Linked DNA regions of Mus musculus: region 1 is linked to region 2. A link is a contact called in public HiChIP or PLAC-seq data. All regions are on one chromosome and are shown on one strand. The core of a region is the stretch at or near the end of the contact, and the rest is flanking DNA. Distances in the headings are between cores, read along the strand shown.

What was found. HiChIP or PLAC-seq counts read pairs in DNA pulled down with a chosen protein or histone mark.
Region 1: an H3K27ac HiChIP or PLAC-seq map of epiblast stem cells shows a contact between it and region 2, with 4 times the contacts expected there. The contact joins the enhancer-like site here to the promoter of Pnpla8 in region 2. A contact is called at or near these places in 16 of 115 datasets of contacts at active chromatin or transcription factors (DN3 thymocytes, cardiomyocytes, craniofacial prominence and 11 more) and 1 of 9 other capture datasets (adipose tissue).

Annotation. Positions count from the first base shown.
Region 1 is chr12:44,531,964-44,538,260 of GRCm38.p6, reverse strand. It overlaps Nrcam (neuronal cell adhesion molecule), which reads right to left. Exons shown (of 31, transcript NM_176930.4): 4 at 5,602-5,803; 5 at 905-1,010. The coding sequence starts at 5,707. Among named protein-coding and RNA genes, the nearest start is that of Nrcam, 210 kb to the right of the region's middle. Within about 2 kb of position 2,415, at least 7 of the 459 cell types and tissues checked have an H3K27ac peak or open chromatin away from gene starts, as enhancers often do. A contact at or near this core is called in epiblast stem cells, where this site is marked.
Region 2 is chr12:44,267,589-44,274,471 of GRCm38.p6, reverse strand. It overlaps Pnpla8 (patatin-like phospholipase domain containing 8), which reads right to left and starts at 5,318. Exons shown (of 10, transcript NM_026164.2): 1 at 5,171-5,318.

The DNA.
Region 1 (6,297 bases), core at 1,166-3,665, 270 kb before region 2:
ATATATGTGTATATATATATATATTGCAGATAAAATACCTAAAACATTCACCCTTTTCTTATTTATAAATTATTTCAAGTTATAATTTAACAATCATAAAATTTAATTGTTTTAATATAATAGTTATTGAAAGTCTTATATTTTAACAACCAAACTCTATAGAATGCTCCATATTTCTCTACTAGCAGTTGTGCCACTCTCTGTAGGGCCTTGGACAGACAGTGGAAAAGGATGGCCCTCCAGTTCCCATCTTCATCATCTTTTGTTTAGACTGGATTATGAAGCGCTCATGCTGAGATCCCCATAGTGGATCCTGATAAGTGTGGAGAACAGTGTCAGACTATTCCATGGCCAGTATAGAGGTAGGAAAGTCTGTTGAAGCCTTCAAGTACAATTATTCTCTTTCTTTTCAACACACGAGAAAGGAGAAAGACAAGCCCAGATAAAAAGGGGTTTGGCCTCGCTTACATGAATAAAAACTATTGGCATCAGAGCCAAGATTAGAGTGACTTTCCCTAGCTCCTCACACACTATAAGCACTTTACTTACAGTAAAGCATGAATAGAGAATGCAAAACTCCAGACTTTAGCCCGTGAGCTGTTATTAACCTGAGAGATGAGACAATGAATCTATAACTGATGCTTTGGGGAGATGCAGAACCCAAGAAGACATTTTTAAGACCTTTGAAGAGCTTGAGATGAGCCGGGGATTTGGTTAGATAGACATAAGTGTTGCTGCTACTCGCAGTGAGAGCTATCCGACTAAGAGAAAGCGTTCCCCGTGACCTCGCCTATTCTATCAAGATCCCAAACCTTCCTGTATTCAGAGAGATGGCCGACTACTTTCCTATATTCTGAGATCCCCTACTACTTTCATTGCTATCGAAAGCAGGAACCATGCTTACCTTGGGGGAGGTTTCCCTTTGGCCTCACACTGGATTACAATATTCTCCCGAGGGTCAATGATGTAGTCTTTTGGTGACTGTTGAGTGATGGTTGGAGGTTGTACCACTTAATTGTAAAAGAGAATAAGGAAAAGTATTATATGACTTACTGCCATGATAGCAGCCACCTTTTCTATACCAAAATCACTTGCCTTAGGTTAAATATGTCACCAGTATTCCCAGTTATTTGTTGCAGCAGTAAATCCTCATTAAGTCTTCAACTAAATAACTCAGCTAAAGTTGGAAAGTCAAGACACAACTTCCCTTTGGTAACATCACACACACTTACAAAGTCCATTTTCCCAGACCAAAAGTCTGGGAAAATAATTACTAATGCAAATCTAATATTCAAACTTTTTTTTTCTGATGTAACAATGAGAAATCCATGCTTCTTTCGGGTCAAGCAATGGCTGTCAATATAATTTATAAGGTAGATTTGAATCTTTCTTACAATAGAGTCACCGACATACAGCTCATTAGTATTCAAATGGTGTAAATTATTATATCTCAGGGAAACATACTCTTGACAAAACTCATGTTCAAAAGATTGTTAAATTGGAGCCTTAACATGCCTTACCAGAGCCAGGAGGTACATGAATTAGGAATGAAGAGAAAACACTCTTATCTGGGTTAGTAATGAGATTAAAATCCTTCTTTCTAGAAGACCTTGTTTCTATGTGCTCTTCAAAGTGTTGCCTGGCCCTTTAATATGAAACTACAGAGCTAATTGTTTTGACCCAGAGCAGTTCCAGCTGAGGAAAGTCTGTCTAGAGACCTTGAGCATGCTTCTAAATTGCTCCAAGGAATTCGTTCCTCATGCCTCTGGAGTAGAACACGTGTTACCTGTAGTAGGTAGAGGTCAAGCATGTGTCTATATATCTCACAATGTCTAGGGCCTTTTCCTATGACTAAGGCTTACCTGGCCCCCAATGCAAACACGCTAGGACATGCTCGGGGCTGGGCAATGAGGTAGTCCAGCTTGCATTCCCCTGCACTTGGACCCTCCTGCTTTTATCTTGTTGATTTCCAAAGCTGGTCAGCAGTTTTGTCTGAAGGTTACTGGCTGTCAGTTTTTCATTATTTGGGAGACTTGAGCCTCAACCTCCTGTAAGTCCTCAAAGGGAAAAGGAGGTTCAAAAGCTGACTTGGCCTGCAACTGGTCCTGGGAGGATTAGTAACACACTTTGTGTGAAAGTGTCTAGTGGATGCCAACACTGGGATTGTTCAGTGGAACTTCAAGCATTCTGATTGGGCCAGCTACATTTGTATTGATCAACCTTCAAATTCTGGGAGGACAGCATTTGGGATAATAAAAGGAATTCTTCAAGTTCTATTCTGTCAAAAAGGTGAACAAAGACGTTGGTAGAATGGGTTCTTGGGGTGATTTAATCCAGTTCGTTTGTGGGGGGTGATAGGTGGTGGATAAGGTGCCAGACATGCAAATTTTGTGCTTTAAAATGCAGGGCTTCCCCTCCTGTGCCTGCAGCTGTGCCAGGAGTTTGCCATCTGGAGGTATCTTTTTCAATAGTGCTTAGGTCATACGGCAATTAACAAATGCTTTGTAGTAATAAGTGACTTACCACGATGTGTCTGTTTAACTCAGCATCAAAGGAAAATGTCTGAAAATGGACCATCTTTTCACTGGATGATAAATGCTACCCAGCTGTCAGAAACGGCAAACATTTTTGCTTATGGGAAGCTTCCCAGGAAGCTTGTTATTTTAAGATACTCTTCTATTTTAAGATATTCTTTTCAGGGCTTTTCTCCTTAGAACACCTAGGAACATTGTTCTACCCAGCTCTGAAGACTAAAGCCGTCAGAGAGGGACTTGAATGAGGTGTCTGTATATTGAATATTCCCAACTTCCAAACCTCTACAAAAAATATGTGTCTGTTCCAGTCGATGGCATTTAAAACAAAATAATCATTCCCCCCCACCACCACCATCACCAAAATTTTGAATTTTCTCATTGAGTTACATCAGATTTAAATACAGCTTGGATGTTAGTAGAATAGCAGCAGGTTGGCAAAAGTAATATCAGAGTCTACATAATTCATGCAAGGCTATATATTACATTTGTGCCTTAGCATTCAAACCAGGTGTTGAGCTATAGTAAGCAACATGCTTACAAAACCACTAAGCACAAAACACGATGCTGTTTGTCTGCTTCACACCATTAATTCAAGAAACATGGGCGTGGTCCCCTTTCCACGCTGCCCAGTAGTTTGTAGAAAGACACTTACAGTCATGAAGGAGCTTTGCTTTATTCCCATCAGCATCAGCACAGGAGTGGGCAAAGAAGATTAGAGAAAACCAGATGTTAGTAGGGAGAATGTTAGCACCTTAAAGATAAAAGGGGGCACTTTTGTCTACTTGGATTGACCTTAAAAAAAAAAAAAGAAAAAGAAAAAGAAATAAACATATTGTGAAAGTTAAAATTGTGACATTACAAGAGAAAGAAAGAGGTACTCGTGGTCTGGCTTGCCCCTGCAGCAGCTTCTCACATCCACATATGGAAGAACAAAGGCTATGTATGCTGTGGGGGGGGGGGGGGGGCTGTTCCAGGATAGGAATGGCAATGCATTGATAATTATGCTCAATTGGAAAAAATGAATGAAATCTACAATTAATTTGAGTCGTCACGTTCTATGTGGTATCTGATCTTATTACTCCGACAACACGATGCACATGCTAATGATACCTCACAATGGGATATAGTTCTCCATCCAACTCAAATCCAACACCAATTTAAGATATGCACATCTCCATGGTTTCTTTTCCAAGGTGGTTTTATACTATTAACATATTTCTGCTTTGGAATTCTCAGTCAGCCAGATTACTGGGTTCCGTATATAGGATCATTGTGTGTGCTGAAGAAAGGATATGTAGGTCGAAGACATGTTTGTTTGCAATTCCAATCATTGTGCGGAGCTGCCTGTCATTACTGCTTGCAAAGCAAAGGTTAATGCAGGAGAGTCTAGGCTACCCGTGACTTTATTTTCATCATGGTTTTGCCTCGTCTCCATTAGCTGCCATAATTGAGTTAGCCCTAGGTGCCGGTTTCCCCTGATAGTTAGATGGAGCAGTCAGATTAAGGAGGAATATATTTAACACAAGAGAGAACAAAAGCATTTCCCTCACTGATTTCCATCTTTCCAGCACATCTATCAGAGCAAATGCTTACTTAAATATTCCTGCTCTAATGGGCTCAAGCGGATGCATATTTCAATTAAATATATATCTACATATTTTTAAATTAAAGTCATTGGATGATTAACTTTTAAAATGAAAATGTTGCATTTTGTTGCACTTTCGTGTAGAGAAGCAGGGCCCAGGAAGTGAGTGGAGTGTGTAGGAAACCCACTGATAGTTGCAACTTCTTTTTTTTTTAAATTTATTTTTTTTATTACATATTTTCCTCAATTACATTTCCAATGCTATACCAAAAGTCCCCCATACCCTCCCCCCGACTTCCCTACCCACTCATTCCCATTTTTTTTGGCCCTGGAGTTCCCCTGTACTGGGGCATATACAGTTTGCGTGTCCAATGGGCCTCTCTTTCCAGTGATGACCGACTAGGCCATCTTTTGATACATATGCAGCTAGCTGCATATGTATCAAAAGATAGTTGCAACTTCTACAGCAGAAAAGGACACACCAGCATTTGGATAACCCTGGGAAACAGCTATCTTCCTTGCACCTTAGAAAGCTTGCCAAACAGATGTTCTACTCAGGAAGCTAATGGCTTTAAAGAGGTCGTGTAGATTGGGGATAAAGGTTAAATCAATTGTGAAGTATAGAAATTGTTCAGATTTGAAATTCTGCTTTCCACTGTAAGGAAAATAGCTGGCTGGAAACCAGTATTGTCTTTATTGTCTATAAACAAACCACTCAGGCCAGGGAGACTATCTAAAGCACATTTTACTTTGTGGGAAATGAGGGAGAGAACTGCAGAAACCCAGTTTGCCTCTTCACTTCAGGGATTTAGGAGGTCTTGTCTTAGTACCAAAAATTTCCACTTGAGCCTTTGATCACATAGTTTAAGCCAAGACTATTTATTCACTAGGCTTGTGGACATCATACTGTTCTTACAGATTCACATTTTGGATGCCAAATTAGGAACTGAAATGAGTGTGTCTGTCGGAATCAGGATGAATAAAGTCTGAAGTTTGGGTGACCTGAGGATACAAAGGCTCAGAGGGATGTCAAGAGCACCTGCTAGTTATTTTATTTTATTTTATGTTTCAGAGATGCCTTAGCAATGAAGGAAGAAAGTAAACATGAGAGGGACAATAAGCGGGGTGGGGTGGGGGTGTCTGCATCATCCTTTGAAAGTGGTTCACAGGATCCACCCACTGGGAAGCTCAGGATGGTTGCGCCAGTTCCTTCTGAGGCCACTCCCGCCACTGCACATAAAAGACACCTGAGGCAAAGAAAGATAATGAAGAAGAGGGGACCGACCGCAGGTCCAGACATTTCCATCCTTTTCTACAGTGTCTTCATTAACACCAGGTGCTGAAGGTAGAAGCCAAATTAATTTTGATTAGCTTTTCAGTGTCCTGCAGACACTTTGTCATCAACACAGCCCAGGGTGACAGTAGGTAAGTACGGGGAGGGTCTGCCTGCTGGCCTAAGAGATTTAAACTGTTAATACTCACGATCGAGAGGAACATCCAGCGCGCTGATCATCTGGCACAGGAAGAGAATCAGGGGCACTCCGCCTGCAGATAAGTGCTTCTTCTTCGGCATTATTTTAAGCTGCATCAGCTGCACTCCTGCTGAGACCCACGCACGGAATTTCCTTTTCTTCTCTCACGGAAGATTGGTGTGCGGCGTTTAAATAATTTTTCATGCAGGGGACTGAAAAGGGATGGGAGAAGGAGAATAATTATAACGTATTAAAAGACGGAAATGAAGAGCAAAAATGTGCAGCTCAGAATAATCAGCCCTCTATTATACATGAATTCCAAAAGGGAAGCTGGGTTTTAAATATTTAACCCAGAGACTGGAATAATCATTTATTCATAAATCTAAAACCAGTTCGGAAATATTTGTGGTGATGTCAAGCAAAATCTGCCCCGTTTCCCATTATTATGATATTTTCGTTTTAAATATTTGTGTTCAAGCTCTTTGAAGGCAACCATATCTTTTGTAATAAGTCAGAAACCCTGACTTTGAGGCCAGTTGGAAAGTAAGCGCCCTGAGACTTCAGAGGGGAAGCCTAATGGCATCTTCATTCTGAAGATGCTCCCTGAGAGAGTTCTGGGCATGGTCACAGGTTCCCTTCAACTCCTACACACCGATAGAGCAGATGAACACTGACAATTCAGAGTCTTTCTTACACTACAGTTTCA
Region 2 (6,883 bases), core at 4,069-6,568:
CCATCACAGCACTGCTGTCCTATGTAAACAAATTCTAGTAGGAGCTAGTTAATTATGTGGAATTCCAGAAAAGACAACTAAATCTCCAAGGCAAAGTCACCAATGTTAGGCAATGGACAACCACCACTGAACATTAACTCAGAAAGATTACAAAACAAGCCATGTAATGAACTATCACCTAAAGAGAAGATCTGCACAAACAGCCAATAGGAAAATGTGCAACCAAGCTTTAGAAATAGCATAAAATGAAGTAAGGCCAGGCGGTGGTGGTGCACGCCTTTGGTCCCAGAACTTGGGCGGCAGAGGCAGGTGGATTTCTGAGTTCGAGGCCAGCCTGGTCTACAAAGTGAGTTCCAGGAGAGCCAGGACTATACAGAGAAACCCTGTCTCGAAAAACAAAAACAAAAAAACAAAACAAAACAAAAAAAAAGCTAAAATGTCCAAAGTTAACAGGAAGAATGAAAATACTAGAGGCAAAAAGAAAAACTAAGAATAAAGAGTAAAGAAGACTTCTAAAATGTTAAAAATTAATACTCCTGACTACACACTAGCTCTGAAATATACCTATAACCTACTGATAAGGATTAAGAGAAGTTTGGGAATGATGATATCCTAAATAGTGGAGAAAAAAAAAGCCTTCCGGCCAGGCAGTAATAACACACGCCTTTAATCCCAGCACTTGGGCGGCAGAGGCAGGTGGATTTCTGAGTTCAAGGCCAGCCTGGTCTACAGAGTGAGTTTCAGGACAGCCAGGGCTACACAGAGGAACCCTGTCTCAAAAAATCAAACACAAAAAGCAAAAACAAAAAATAAAAGCCTTCTATGGCAGATTGAAGGGAAACACCTTGCATGGGATAAAAAGGGAACTAGACAGTAACCTTACTCAACTTCAGACAGTCTAGACAAATTAGCAAAAAGATACATATTAGTTAGTTAGTGATCACAATAGTGCCTTTACGACTTTAATAGAATTAAAGTCGTAAAGGAAGGGCACAATTAGATGGGACAATCAGAAGAACTGAAACTTTGGCATTCTAGGGGCTCTTTGAGAGAAGTGAGGAAATGAAGTCTTCCGAGAATCTTAAGAAAATTCTAGACAGAAGAAAAAGCAAGCAACACTTTGGTGATAGAATGGGCTTTTTATACTCAAGTTGGTTGAAAGCATAGAAGATTCACTATGATCAGTCCAAGACTAAGGAAGAAAAGAAAGCAATGCAAGTCTAGACTATGCTTATACAGTCTGCATTGGTTCTTTCCAAAAAGACACAATCATCTAAGGCCAGTGATCTTGCTCAGCGGGTAAAGGCAATTGCCATGCAAACTGGTCAGGTTCAATCCCAGAAACTCATAGTGGAAAGAACCAATCCCTGAGACATCTTCACACTCACATTCATTCATTCACTCACACACACACACCCACACACACCCACACACACACACACACACACATATTCTCTCGCTCTCTCTGTCTCTCTCTCTCTCTCTCACACACACACACACACACACTAAACATAAAATGCGTTTAAAAGTTTAAAAAAAATAATCAATTACATATACCTATCAATTTGGCATCAATAAACAGAATATAAAGCCCCCAAAATGGAGAACATTACAGAAAAACAATTTTGTAAACAAAATGAGAGATTCTAATTATAGGTACCAGAAACCACAACTATCAAGCAACAATTACTTAACACAGAAATGAGCAAAAAGCTTTCCTGCTACTAAACAAATGTCAGGTACCCAAGGAGCTGAAGGGGTCTACAACCCTATAGGTGGAACAACAATATGAACTAACCAGTACCCCCAGAGCTCGTGTCTCTAGCTGCATTATGTACCAGAAGATGGCCTAGTTGGCCATCACTGGGAAGAGAGGCCCCTTGGTGTTGCAAACTTTATATGCCCCAGTACAGGGGAACGCCAGGGCCAAGAAGCGGGAGTGGGTGGGTAGGGGAGCAGGGCGGACGGAGTGTATAGGGAACTTTCGGGATAGCATTTGAAATCTATTTAAAGAAAATATCTAATAAAAAATAAATTAATTGATTAAAAAAAGGAGCAGTCCTCAATATTTGGTACATAAATGTCATGAAGTCCAGGTTATCTTGTATCTGCAAGGAACTTGTCAGCATTCAGAAATGTCCTGGATATCATGTATCCACATTGGAATTAGTCTGGCATATCATGTATCAACATGGAAAGCAATTGTTCCTTTATTTTCCTGCATAAGAAGCTGTTGTGTCTTGATGTGCAATGATGGGGTGATACCCAAAGGGCCTCCTCCTCTCTCCGAAAAGAAGGGGAGAGGGAGGTGGGAGAAGAGACTTGTGAGGGAGGACCAGGAGGAAGGGGTGCAGTGTTCAGGATATAAAATGAATAAATAACTCAACAAAGAAAGAAAGAGAGAGAGAGAGAGAGAGAGAGAGAGAGAGAGGGAGGATAGCTCAACTGGTAAAGGTGCTTACTATCAAACCTGATGACCTGAGTTCAATCCCCAGTACCTACTGGATGGAAAGAGAAAACGAATTCCAAGTTGTCCACTGACCTCTACACATGCACCTTAGCTTGTGCACTCCCACACACATACAAATCAATAGTAATAATAATATCTAAAAAAGAAAGAAAAGAAAAAGAAAGTGCACTGAAAATGTTTTGAGGGGAAAGTCAACCACAACAAAAGTTACAGCAAAAGTAGGAAAAAGGCCGGGCGTGGTGGCGCACGCCTTTAATCCCAGCACTCGGGAGGCAGAGGCAGGCGGATTTCTGAGTTCGAGGCCAGCCTGGTCTACAAAGTGAGTTCCAGGACAGCCAGGGCTATACAGAGAAACCCTGTCTCGAAAAACCAAAAAAAAAAAAAAAAAAAAAAAAAAAAAAAAAAAAAAAAAAAAAAAAAGTAGGAAAAAGAATGAAAAGGTGAAGAGTGCTGTGACCTGGGGACAGAGCTAGAAGGAGGAGGGCTATGTATCAGCACAGTGCAGGTGTTAAGCAGAAAGGGAGACTTAGTTCTACTCTAGGGCAAGGAATGGAATTTTATCTAACAGACATTGTGAGATGAAGGGAAATGCTAGGTGTAGAATGAATATACAGAGTATGTCATTTGACAACTGCAATAATGCAGCCAAACAGGCAACAAGGGTCTGAATACAGTAACAGTGTAAGAACGTAGAAGTGAGCTCTACTGTGAACCACATTTTGAAGAGACAAAAAAAGTTACAAAAGAAAGTGATAGTTCAGTGGTTAAGAGTGTGTACTCTTCTTCCAGAAGCCTGGAGCTTGGATCCCAGAACCCAGATTAGGCTCCTTTCAGCTGCCAGCTCACAACTGTCTGCACTTCCCAGGAGATCTGACATCTTCTTTCTGTTTCTGCAGGCACTTGCACTCATGACTTCATTAACTATAAACACACACATACATCTACACATATTAAAGACAAAAATAATTAAAAAAAAAAAACAGGACTTGTTAAGGAGAAGTTGTCAAGAAAACTCTTAAGTTTTCAAATCAGACATGGAGTGAAAATGCCACTTGTGAATATGAAAGACCTGGAAAGGGGTCAGCTTAACATAGAAGAAACTATATTTTCTTCCATATTTACAGAATGCAGTAATGACAGGGCACTGAAATAGAAATAGAGAGACTACATTTATGTATGACAAAATGCAACACAATAACAACTGGACCCTCAAGGCCAAATGAGATGGCCTGCAGTATTTGGATACCCAGGACTTAACAAAAATAAGCTTCTTTCTTTTTTAAAATGCTCAGCTACAAATAAATGCACCCTATAATTTCCTTGACATTTCAGGATATTTATGTATGACTTTGGTTTCAAAAAGTTAAATTTGTTTTGAGGAGAACAATGTGGATAGAACTTTGAGTGGTACCCAAAGTTAGGAACAGGAAGAAAAGCACTCAAGCAAACCAGGAAGCACTGAAGGAAAGGATCCTCTTAAAAGCAAAGGATAGTAAACCGAATAAAATACAAGCGATTGGGAGTGAGTTGGAACTGGAGGTGAAACAAGAGTCTAGCTCTGACCTTTGCACAAACGTTATGTGCCCCAAATAAAGTAACAAATCCCATCTTTACTGGCTGAAAAAAACAACTTCAAGTACAGACTGTTCTTGTATCAATTCTGCATGGGAAAGTATGGATGTATTAATATAGACTAGTGCAGCTGACCTTTTCACTAATCTGACATCATTATGAAGAGGGCCACTGTTACCAAGATTTTAAAATTAGATGGAGAAATACAAAACAAGATAGAGAATAGAACAATTAGCAAAAACTATGAAGCGAGGTCTTTATATTGGAGATTCATCTAATATGCATACCGAATTTCACAAAATAGCTATATGGAATTTGGTACAACTGACTGCTTCACTAAAACATAAGCTTTTCAATTCACTCTTATGTACTTTTATAATAATCCTCACTTTTTAAAAACATTCTTCCCATTTCCTTGTGGTAATGAACCGCCTTGAGAACCTGAAATATATTTTTGACAATCAGGAATTCGGTCCATAATACAACTTGGAAATGAAAATGGTAATTTTAAATGCATTCTAGGATAGCCGCTTATGTCACATCTATCTCCTAAGATATTCCTTGAAGGTCACTTTTCTTTAAAGTTATTGCTGTAATGGGCGTGAAAACTGGTCGTACCACCCCCCGCCCCGCCCCCAGCATCATGACAGAAATGACAGTGACAAGAGGCTCTGCAACCTGCTGACTCATACAGTTTTTTTCATCTTTTAAAAGGGACGCGCATCTGGTTCTGCTTAAGCAACAGCGCACTGGGATAGGACGGGAAGAAAAAGCAAATCGCTGAGAAGTAAAAATATCCAGCCACCAAAACACAAAGCACACGCTGCCCAGTCAAGGTCGAGGTAGATCAGAGAAAACGTCGCGTCTCCAGTGATCTGCCAGAGAACAGCCCATTCAGGACCCGGCGTGCCACTGCAGAGAGGGGCTGGGCGGGACCACCGGCGGGGGCGGGGCGCAACCAACCAAAACACCCGGCGGCCACGCCCGCGGCATCGGGGCGTCGGGGCCAAGCGCCCGCCAGGACCCCGAGGCCTGCGTATCGGGCCTCCGAAACGCCCGCGGGAGAGCCCGGCGAAGCGCCCACGCCACGGAGGCCACCTGCCACCCCGCCGCCTTCCGGCCACTCACCGGGACGCAGGCAGTAGTCACGGGCGCCGCGGCCGCCACTCGCCTCCCGCCAGCTCTGAGGTCCGCATCGGCCCGCCCGGCCTGCTCGCAGCTGCGGCGCCCGGACCCCAAACACTGGCGTGACCAGCACCACCCACCGCTACGCCCCGCCCCCAGCGGAAGTGACGCAAGCTCTAGGGCCTGTTTTTCTGCCTTCTGCCCTCCTAAGCCTACGTAATAGGGCGTGGCTGTGGAGAGAGGGAGGGGCGGGGAGTTTGTTGGAGCTGAGTGCTTGGGAGAGGCACCGCTTCGGAAGGGGCAAGTGCTACTTTTATGATCTGTTGTGACGGTTAGGCGGAGATCAATGGCTTTTAATCTCAGCGCTGTCTCAGAGTAGAGTGCCTGGTTGCTTGCTTGCGGGTTACCAATAGTTCAGAAATAAGTTCAGCTGGGCTGAGCGTGCCAGAAGACTCTGCGCGCGCTGTGTTGCCTAGGTTCCAGGGAACCGCTTTAACCGCAGCCTGGATGTGAGCAGCCTGGCTGGACCCTGTGATCCTGCTGTGGTGATACCTCCTCTTTGTTTCTAGAACAGCTACGGGGTCTGTCAACTTAAAAGCTCTTTGTCATATACCATCTTGTGGGAGTTAGCGTGTACTACCCCTTTGATGGTCTTGTAATCAACACGTTGAAATTTTTGTATACCAGGGAGGCAAACTACAACCCGCCACAGGTCTAGTGCTATCTAGTTAACTAGACCATCAGATTAGGACCTCAGTGTTCACCTTCAAGAGTAGCAGAGGGCCAGCCCTTAAAATGAAAATGATTGTAAAGCCCTTTAGGAAGGGCATTACATGTGCTGCCAGATTCACTGACAGTTTTTAATTAAGGGGCTTTGGATTACAGAGGTTAAACATTACAAAGGTAAAAAATGTAGTAGGCCTATAAACTCGAGGCGAGAGCAGGCTACATGAGGAGACCTTGACGTTTCTTTCCCCTAAAAATTAAAGAAAAAAAAGAAAAAAGAGTAAATGAGCATACTAGGCATTTGGTTAACACATGATATTGGGTTGTGTCTACCATACTGTCTGGTAAACCCTAGCAGTGTATTAGCTGTTAAATAGCCTCACAACAGCTCAAATATGTACTCCAAAAATTAAGAAAGGCTTGGAAATAACTTTAGCTCTTGATTTTTTTATTATTAATTTACTAATATTAAAATACCCTGACACTATTGAAATGGTAGAAGGTCAGAACTATTACCATAGTGAGCTGTCAGCTCCAGGTTCTGACACAACAAAGAGTAGAGTTTAGAACAGTAGGCAAAGGGGGTGGTCATTGGATGGAAGATTACTAAGAAATGACATCACGTCAAAGGTAACAGACATTCTTGCTGAAAAGAAGCAGATTCTTGGTGAGAGAAGATGAGAATGACCAGATACCAAGAGTGGGGATTAATTTCATATCAACTTAGACGATTCCTCCTAACACTGGACTTAGATAGGTCCAAGGCAGAGGCCAAAAGATGACAGGTACTGTGAAAAGTCATAAAAGGAACCTAACTAAATCTTGGTCAAGCAGTCAGTAACTCACCATGCCTTCTCCCTTTGTTTCTAATGTTTAATAATGTAATTCCTTAAGTTAGATAATATACCCAGATTTTCTTCCTATGTTAGAAATTTCCATGCAACTGTCAATTCCTCCTCTCCTTCCCTTGTCAGTAATTTTACCTCTAAT